Regions from separate parts of the Macaca mulatta genome. Here region 1 is linked to region 2. Evidence: chromatin contacts called from public Hi-C data. All regions are on one chromosome and are shown on one strand. The core of a region is the stretch at or near the end of the contact, and the rest is flanking DNA. Distances in the headings are between cores, read along the strand shown. Region 1 holds the start of ATG10 (autophagy related 10). Region 2 holds the start of SSBP2 (single stranded DNA binding protein 2).

What was found. A called contact is a pair of places that touch in the nucleus more often than the background predicts.
Region 1: a Hi-C map of fetal cortical plate shows a contact between it and region 2, with 2.9 times the contacts expected there. The contact joins the promoter of ATG10 here to the promoter of SSBP2 in region 2. A contact is called at or near these places in 3 of 14 Hi-C or Micro-C datasets (fetal cortex germinal zone, fetal cortical plate and liver).

What each region holds. Positions count from the first base shown.
Region 1 is chr6:88,280,035-88,283,401 of T2T-MMU8v2.0, forward strand. It overlaps ATG10 (autophagy related 10), which reads left to right and starts at 1,856. Exons shown (of 8, transcript XM_078004955.1): 1 at 1,856-1,909.
Region 2 is chr6:88,061,645-88,064,998 of T2T-MMU8v2.0, forward strand. SSBP2 (single stranded DNA binding protein 2) reads right to left here and starts at 1,613. Exons shown (of 17, transcript NM_001260682.1): 1 at 1,427-1,613. The coding sequence starts at 1,488.

The DNA of each region.
Region 1 (3,367 bases), core at 606-3,105, 220 kb after region 2:
GAGCCCTGCTCGAACCTTGAAATGCTGTGATGACAGACCGTAGCCTTAAAGCACTTTATAGTGTTGTACGGTAAACACACAAACAGGCCAATATCATTCTTTGCCATGAGGGATATGATGACAGGAGGTACATGGGGGTTGGTTAACTGAGTTATTTCTTTTAGTTTCTTTGTTTTTGGCATGTGAATTATGAAATTTTAAAACACCTCCAGTGCAAAAAAAATTTTTTTTAATTAACATGGTGGTTGGTGCGCTGCGAATTTCTAAAATATTGAGTATGATGTAAAGCAGTGCATTCTTTTTTTAAAAAATATATTCTTATTTTGAAACATTTTTGTAGAGATGAGGGCTCACTGTGTTGCCCAGGCTGGTCTCAAACTCCTGGGCTCAAGAGATTCTCCTACCTCGGCCTCCCAAAGTGCTGGGATTACAGGCGTGCGCCACTGCGCCCAGCCACATTCTTGTTTTCATCTGTGAAATACGTTTTTAAGGTAAATACTTAAAGTTGATGGAGATACCTGGTCTACTTAAGCTCTCATTGAGAACACACTGCCTTGTGCTTTTAAAAAAATTAACTGGATAATCTAAATTGGCAACTACCAATTAATTTATAGCCATAGTTGCTAAAAAAAAGTTAGTGTAAGTTCATTTTTATTAGTCGCACCATTTTGAGTTTTAAACTATTTTACATAAAGTAAAATTTATACCTCTTACGGGTTTCGTCAAACAGTGGTTTAGTCACCAACACAATCACGGTATAGAAGCTCTCAAGCACCTTTCTAGTCAACCCCTTCCTCCAGCCCTTCACCCCGGTCGCCACTAATCAGTATCCTGTCTAAAAGGAAAACTTGTTATTTGGAAATAATTATAGACACAGGAAACTGCAAAAATACTACAGCACCTAGAGTCCCGTGTACCTATCACCTAGTTTCCTCCAATGATGACATCTCATACAACTGTAGTACAAGATCAAAACCGTATCATGTAGTTTGAAGGCAGGTTTTCCTTTCACTTCTTCGCCTGCATTTTCTCCTTTCATTTCCAACACATTTAACTCTGTTGTTAGAAGGAGCAGATGCTAGTTTTCTTTCAGATGTCTGCTATTTCAGTTCGATTACCCCTGTTACTCTTACATTTTTCTAGTCTTTATCCCCACCGTTTCGCCCCAATTTAATTTTGCTGCTAGTTTTTTTTTTCTCCTCTGGTATATGTGCCACAGATGGTACTATTGTCAATATTCGAATTCCTAACTTCTCCCTCCATCCGTAAGTTTTCAAGGGGTAGCCATGCTTGTGCTTAATTGTGGTGTTTACAGGACTTTTTGTAGTGTGTGAATGCTGGCACGGCTCTCCAACCTCTTAGGGGGCTGCTAGTAACCCGCTCCCCACTCAACGAGCCGCCTTTGTGCTCCGCGGAGGGCACCGCCTGCGCTGGGTTGGAGGTGGGGGTGGGGGGGATGAGAGCTGCCCGCGAAGCGAGGGGCGGTGCCTTGGCGGCAGTGGAAGCGGGCGGCAGGGAAGTCTCGCTTCCCTCCTCTCCACCCACTCCCAGTCCCGGCCTGGGTCCCAGCCCCGCCCCTGCCCGGAGCGCGCGGCCGATCACGTCACCGGCCTGCGCTAGGCGGCCCACAAGGCGCACGGGAAGGCGCAATGCGCACGCTCCGACCCGGCCGCTGGCGGCTCTGACTGAAGGAGGCCACGACCACTTCTGGTTGGCCTCGGGGCGCGCTGGCTTGGGTCTTCCTCCGTCCTCGAGGCCCCCGTAGTCCCATCATTCAGCCCCCTAGGGGCACCGCCGCGGCGGTGGCCTCGCAGGGCGCTGGGTTCCACTCTCCAGCTCTCCTCCCCCTGGCCCCGTCGCCCCGCCCTCGTCGGGCTGGGCTGCGGGGTCAGGGGCCGAGCGGAGCGGGGTGAGTATTCCCACAGCCCCTGCTGGTCGCCGCCTCCCGGCTCTGCTTCCCACACGGTCCTCGCCTTACTCCTAGGACAGGGAGGAAGGGCTCGCGCGGGTAGGCGGGACACAGCCCAGTCCTGAACAAAAGGCCGGGGAAGCGGGTCCCCGCCGGTGAATTGCGGGCCTGTGTTGGCCGCCGCGCGCGGGGGGGAGCGGGGAAGGGCGAGGACACTCCCTCCCCGGGACCCAGTCCCCGTCGCGCACACGGTGTCACCAGCACTCCTGGCCCAATACCCAATTGCTGCAGCACCCTCGAAGTGGGTAGTCACTACCTTGTGTTTAAAATCCACATACTGATAGCAAATCTTTGGCCATGTGACGTTGAAACAGTATTAAATTATTGGGGTTTCCGGTGGCTGAGTCCAACTTAATTTGAAGTTTCACATTCATCAAGTATCAGGAGGAATAACTTGGTATTTAGAGCCAACAGGTTTTTCTTTTTTTTTTTTTAAACCTCCCAAAAAACCTATAAAATCAAGAATTGCCGGGGAGGGTGGGAGAATGATAAAGGAATAGTTGACTGATTTATAGAAACTTTTCGTGGTAAAAATTACAAAAGTATTGGAAATAAGGCAAAAGGATGACAGCATGTTTTTTTCAGAGTCAAAATGGAGCCTGTTTAATAGGCCCACCTGAAGATGATTTAGATGTCTAGGGGAGTGTATTTTGTTTGGCATGATGATATTGATTAGGGCCTAGGCTTTGTAGTTCACATCTTTTGGAGTAATGGAGATGCAAATTATTTGAGTGGGATAGAAAAAAAATACAGTACTCCTAAAGGTTGTAGTTCTATTGCGTTGTAGGATATTAACCATTTTTCTTTTTTCTTTTTTTTGGAGACAGATTTTCGCTCTGTCACCCAGGCTGGAGTGCAGTGGCATGATCTCGGCTCACTGCAACCTCTGCCTCCCGGGTTCAAGCAATTCTCCTGCCTCAGCCTCCTAAGTAGCTGGGACTACAGGTGCCCGCCACCATGCCCAGCTAATTTTTGTATGTTTAGTAGAGACGGGGTTTCACCATATTGGACAGGCTGGTCTTGAACTCGTGATCTTGTGATCCATCCGCCTGCCTCGGCCTCCCAAAGTGCTGGGATTACAGGCATAAGCCACCGCACCCGGCCGATATTAACCATTTTTCTATCTAACCTATCAAACTTACCTTTCTTCAGTGTTTATGCTCAGTTCCTGAAATGCTTTTGAGCGCACTAAGCCATTCAGCTTGCTCCATTGTGAGTTTAATAAGTCTTTGTCACAGGTTCATTTTGAATCATATTTATAACTTTTGTTATTGGACAATGGTCACTATTCTTTAGTGGCAAAAACAAGTTTATGCTTCTCAGGATGGGAGGACATCGGCCCTGTGTGGTACTCAAATACATCTTAGGACCCCAAGTAGAATCCTTTCTCATTGCTTC
Region 2 (3,354 bases), core at 363-2,862:
AGACTTTTTCTCTGGTCTGAACCCCCTCAGAAAGACGGGTGCGTTCAATGACAAGGATAACCCTGACCCTCAGAGTTTAAGTGCTTACTGGGAATCACCGATCTGTTGCACAGTTTTAAAAAATTAAAAAAAAATAAAAAGGAGGGGGGTTCTTCCTCAGTGGTCACAGTCACTATTCGTTCTCATTTTTAGTAACAACCAAATCACCGTTACAAGTGCACAAGAATAGCAGCAAACCGCTCTGCTTTGCAGTGTGCCGTGACAGTGGTATCCCGGGCCGGGAGGGGCTCTGTTCTCGCCAGCCGCCTCTTGGGCTCCCACCGAAGTTAACACCTGTATCTCCCCACAACTGTAACCAAGCGGCTCCTTCCCACCTGAACGCTTCTCCCCTCCCACAAACCCCTTTTCGGACCACTGCCCCTCCCCGCCGCAGCTGCCCTCCTCGGGCGCCCCCGGCGGCTCCCACAACTCCCCTCCGCGCGCCCCCGACCACCGCCCCGCCGGGCCCGCCCCTCCCACCGCTCGGGGGCTGCCAGCCTCACAAAAAGTTCGCCAGCCGCCGCCGCGGAGTTGGGTCCGCTGCGAGAGGCAGAAACGCCAGCCTCCTCCAGCGGATCCTGCTCCTCGTCAGCACACTTTAGCTCCCCGGGAATTCGTCCCTCTCCGACTCCCAAACTTCTGCGGCGTCTCCGGCGCCCACCCGCCCCCGCCCCCGCCCCCGCCCCGCGCGGCCCGAGGGACTGCGGGCGCCGAGTCAGTAGCTGCCCAGGAAAGCCCGGACGCCCACCCAGCCCACGCCCTCCGCGCCCCGCGCGCGTCTCCGCGCCCCGCGGGGCCCCGCTCGGCCGCTCCACGCCCGGCTTCCGCCCGCCGCGCGCCCGGCACCGCCGCCCTCGCCTCGCCCCGCGCTCGCGGCCCTGAGCCCCAGCGCCCAGGCCCCCGCCGCCGCGCTCCCCGCGCGGCCCTCCCCGACCCCGGCCCCGACCCTGGCCGGCCCGCCAAACACCCACATTCCCACCGCACGCCTTCCTACACGCAGCTGCCCCTCCCGCCACCCCCGGCGGCTCCCCGGGTCCCCGGAGCCCCGGACCCCAGCTCTAAAGTTACTTTGGAAGGTGAACCCGCGGGTTATTTCCCTCAATCACCCAAACAAGTTTCCATCCTCGCCACCAGCACCACCGCCGCCCCTCAACACACCCGCTCCCTCCCGCCGACAGCCCCCTGCGGCCGCCCGCCCCGCGCCCGCACCTCCAGGGAAAGCGCCGCTCCCCGCACCACACGCCCCCATCGCGGCACCCCTCCCCCTGCCAGCCCACCCCCGGCGCTCCCCGGGCGGAGAGTGTCTGTGTCTCCCAGAGTGTGCGAGTGCGTGCGTGAGTGTGCGCGCGTGTGAAGGCGGAGGTGGGTGAGAAGCGGAGACACTTACTTCTCCCGGGCCTGGCTGTCGGACGGGACGGCGCTGCTGTTACTCTTGCCTTTGCCGTACATGCTTGTGCCGAGAGCAGCTCCCACTGTCACGCACCTGTCAACCCATCACAGCCTCCCCGGGAACAGCCCCGTCCCCATGGCGACCCACGCAGCCACCCCCACTATTGGCCGCCCCACGCCAAAGCTCCGCCCCCTTCGCCCAGGCAACGCGCGAGACTGACAGGCCTCCCCCTCCCTCCGGCCTTCCGAAGCGCGCGGTGGCGGCTACAGCCTCAGCGGCAGTCTCCTCCCTCCTTCCCTCCCTCCCCGGCTCCCTCCCTCCCTCCTTCCCTCTCTGCTCTCCTCCCTCCACCCGCTCTCCTTCCCCCTCCCCCCTCCGAACCCGGGCGCAAGGGGGGAATTAGAAACTGCTCTAGAAGGATTTTAAACAACTGGCTGTTCTCTCTGCCGCCACCCCTCCCCCCGTGCCGCCCGCGCTCGGCTCCTCACTGGAGAGAAGGCGCCGGGAGGAGGAGAAACTGCGGCCTGGAGTCTCCGGCCGGAGCCGGCGGAGCTGGAGCCGTGGCGGCCCCAGACTTCGGGGCGCCCGCCGAGTCTACAGACAGAGCCACGGCCCCAGCCGCCCTGGGGCCCCGATCAGCCCCTCTCCCGCTTCTCTCCTATGCGTGACCCCGCGCCGGTACCCACGATTGATTTCTGCCGTCCTCAGCCCTACCCCCTGGGTTGTCGCCCCCGCCTTGTTCCCAGAGGGCCGGCTGGCGAGAGACACCCGCGCTATTCCCTCGACCTTCTGACTGAGCGGCCGGTAGCGACTCGCCTTCTCTCCTGGGGAAGGACTGCACCTCCGGCCCTCGGCGCCGCTGCGGTGGCGGCGCCCGGGGCCGCACCCTACGCCTCAGGGGAGCACCCGGCCTGGGGTCGGCCTCCTCTGTAAGAGGTGAGCGGACCTCCCGAGGAGGCCCGGTGACTCCTGCGGCCGCAGCGGCCCCTGCCCTAACCCCTCCTTGCACGGAGCCCCGCGGCGCCCTAGACACCCCGCCAGATCTGCCGCAGAAGAGGGCCCCAGGCTTCCCCACCCGGCCTGGTTTAACAGTTTGGGTCGGTGATGGCTATTCATCCTGACCCCTGGAGTGGAAAAGGCCAGAAAAGGTCTTGAAAGACTTCCCTGTCCTTGCCCGTTAGAATAGGCCCCAGGGCGCCCCAAGGTGTACAAAGCTGTGCCAGGGCTGAAAGGCTGCCCGAGAATGTTTCTGTATCCAAATCCCTAATCCCATTTCAGTAAACGCGCAAAAGTTTCAGAAACACACACAACCTGGTTCCCAGTAGAACTCTGCATCCTTTATGTTGTTGAAATGTTTGTAAAATCAGACGGGTGCAAATGGGGTTAGAAAGAAGATGGGCTTCACACGGGGAAGAAGGGGACAGATGGGGGTGGGACAGGGCGACATCTGGAAAGGATGAAAAGACAAGAAGTAGCTATGGGAGGAGAGGGAAATAGGATTCGCGTGGAGGAAAGTACAGTTCTATTCCACACACATACAGCTTTAAGCATTTAGTAGTAGGATCATAAAATGCATATGGAGATATAGAGATAGATGGAAAGGAAAGAAATGGGTGTGAGCATTGACAGAAGTGATAGGAATAAAACATCAACACAAGATTAAGGAAGGGCAGTTAGCAAAAATGAGAGGTCGAGAATCAAAAATGGGGTTGGCAACCAAACATAAAGACGGGAAAATGAAGAGGACGTAGTTTCTACACTGGTGTTAAGGAAAAGGAAAAAAACATGGGGAAAGGGAGGTATAAAAAGATGAGAAGACTAGAAGATACAGGATTAAATGAAGAAGCCATAGAATGTGATAGCAAAAGATTAAAAGTAGTAGAGGACAAACATTATCGTTAAAAAAAAAAAAGATATAAAAAGCA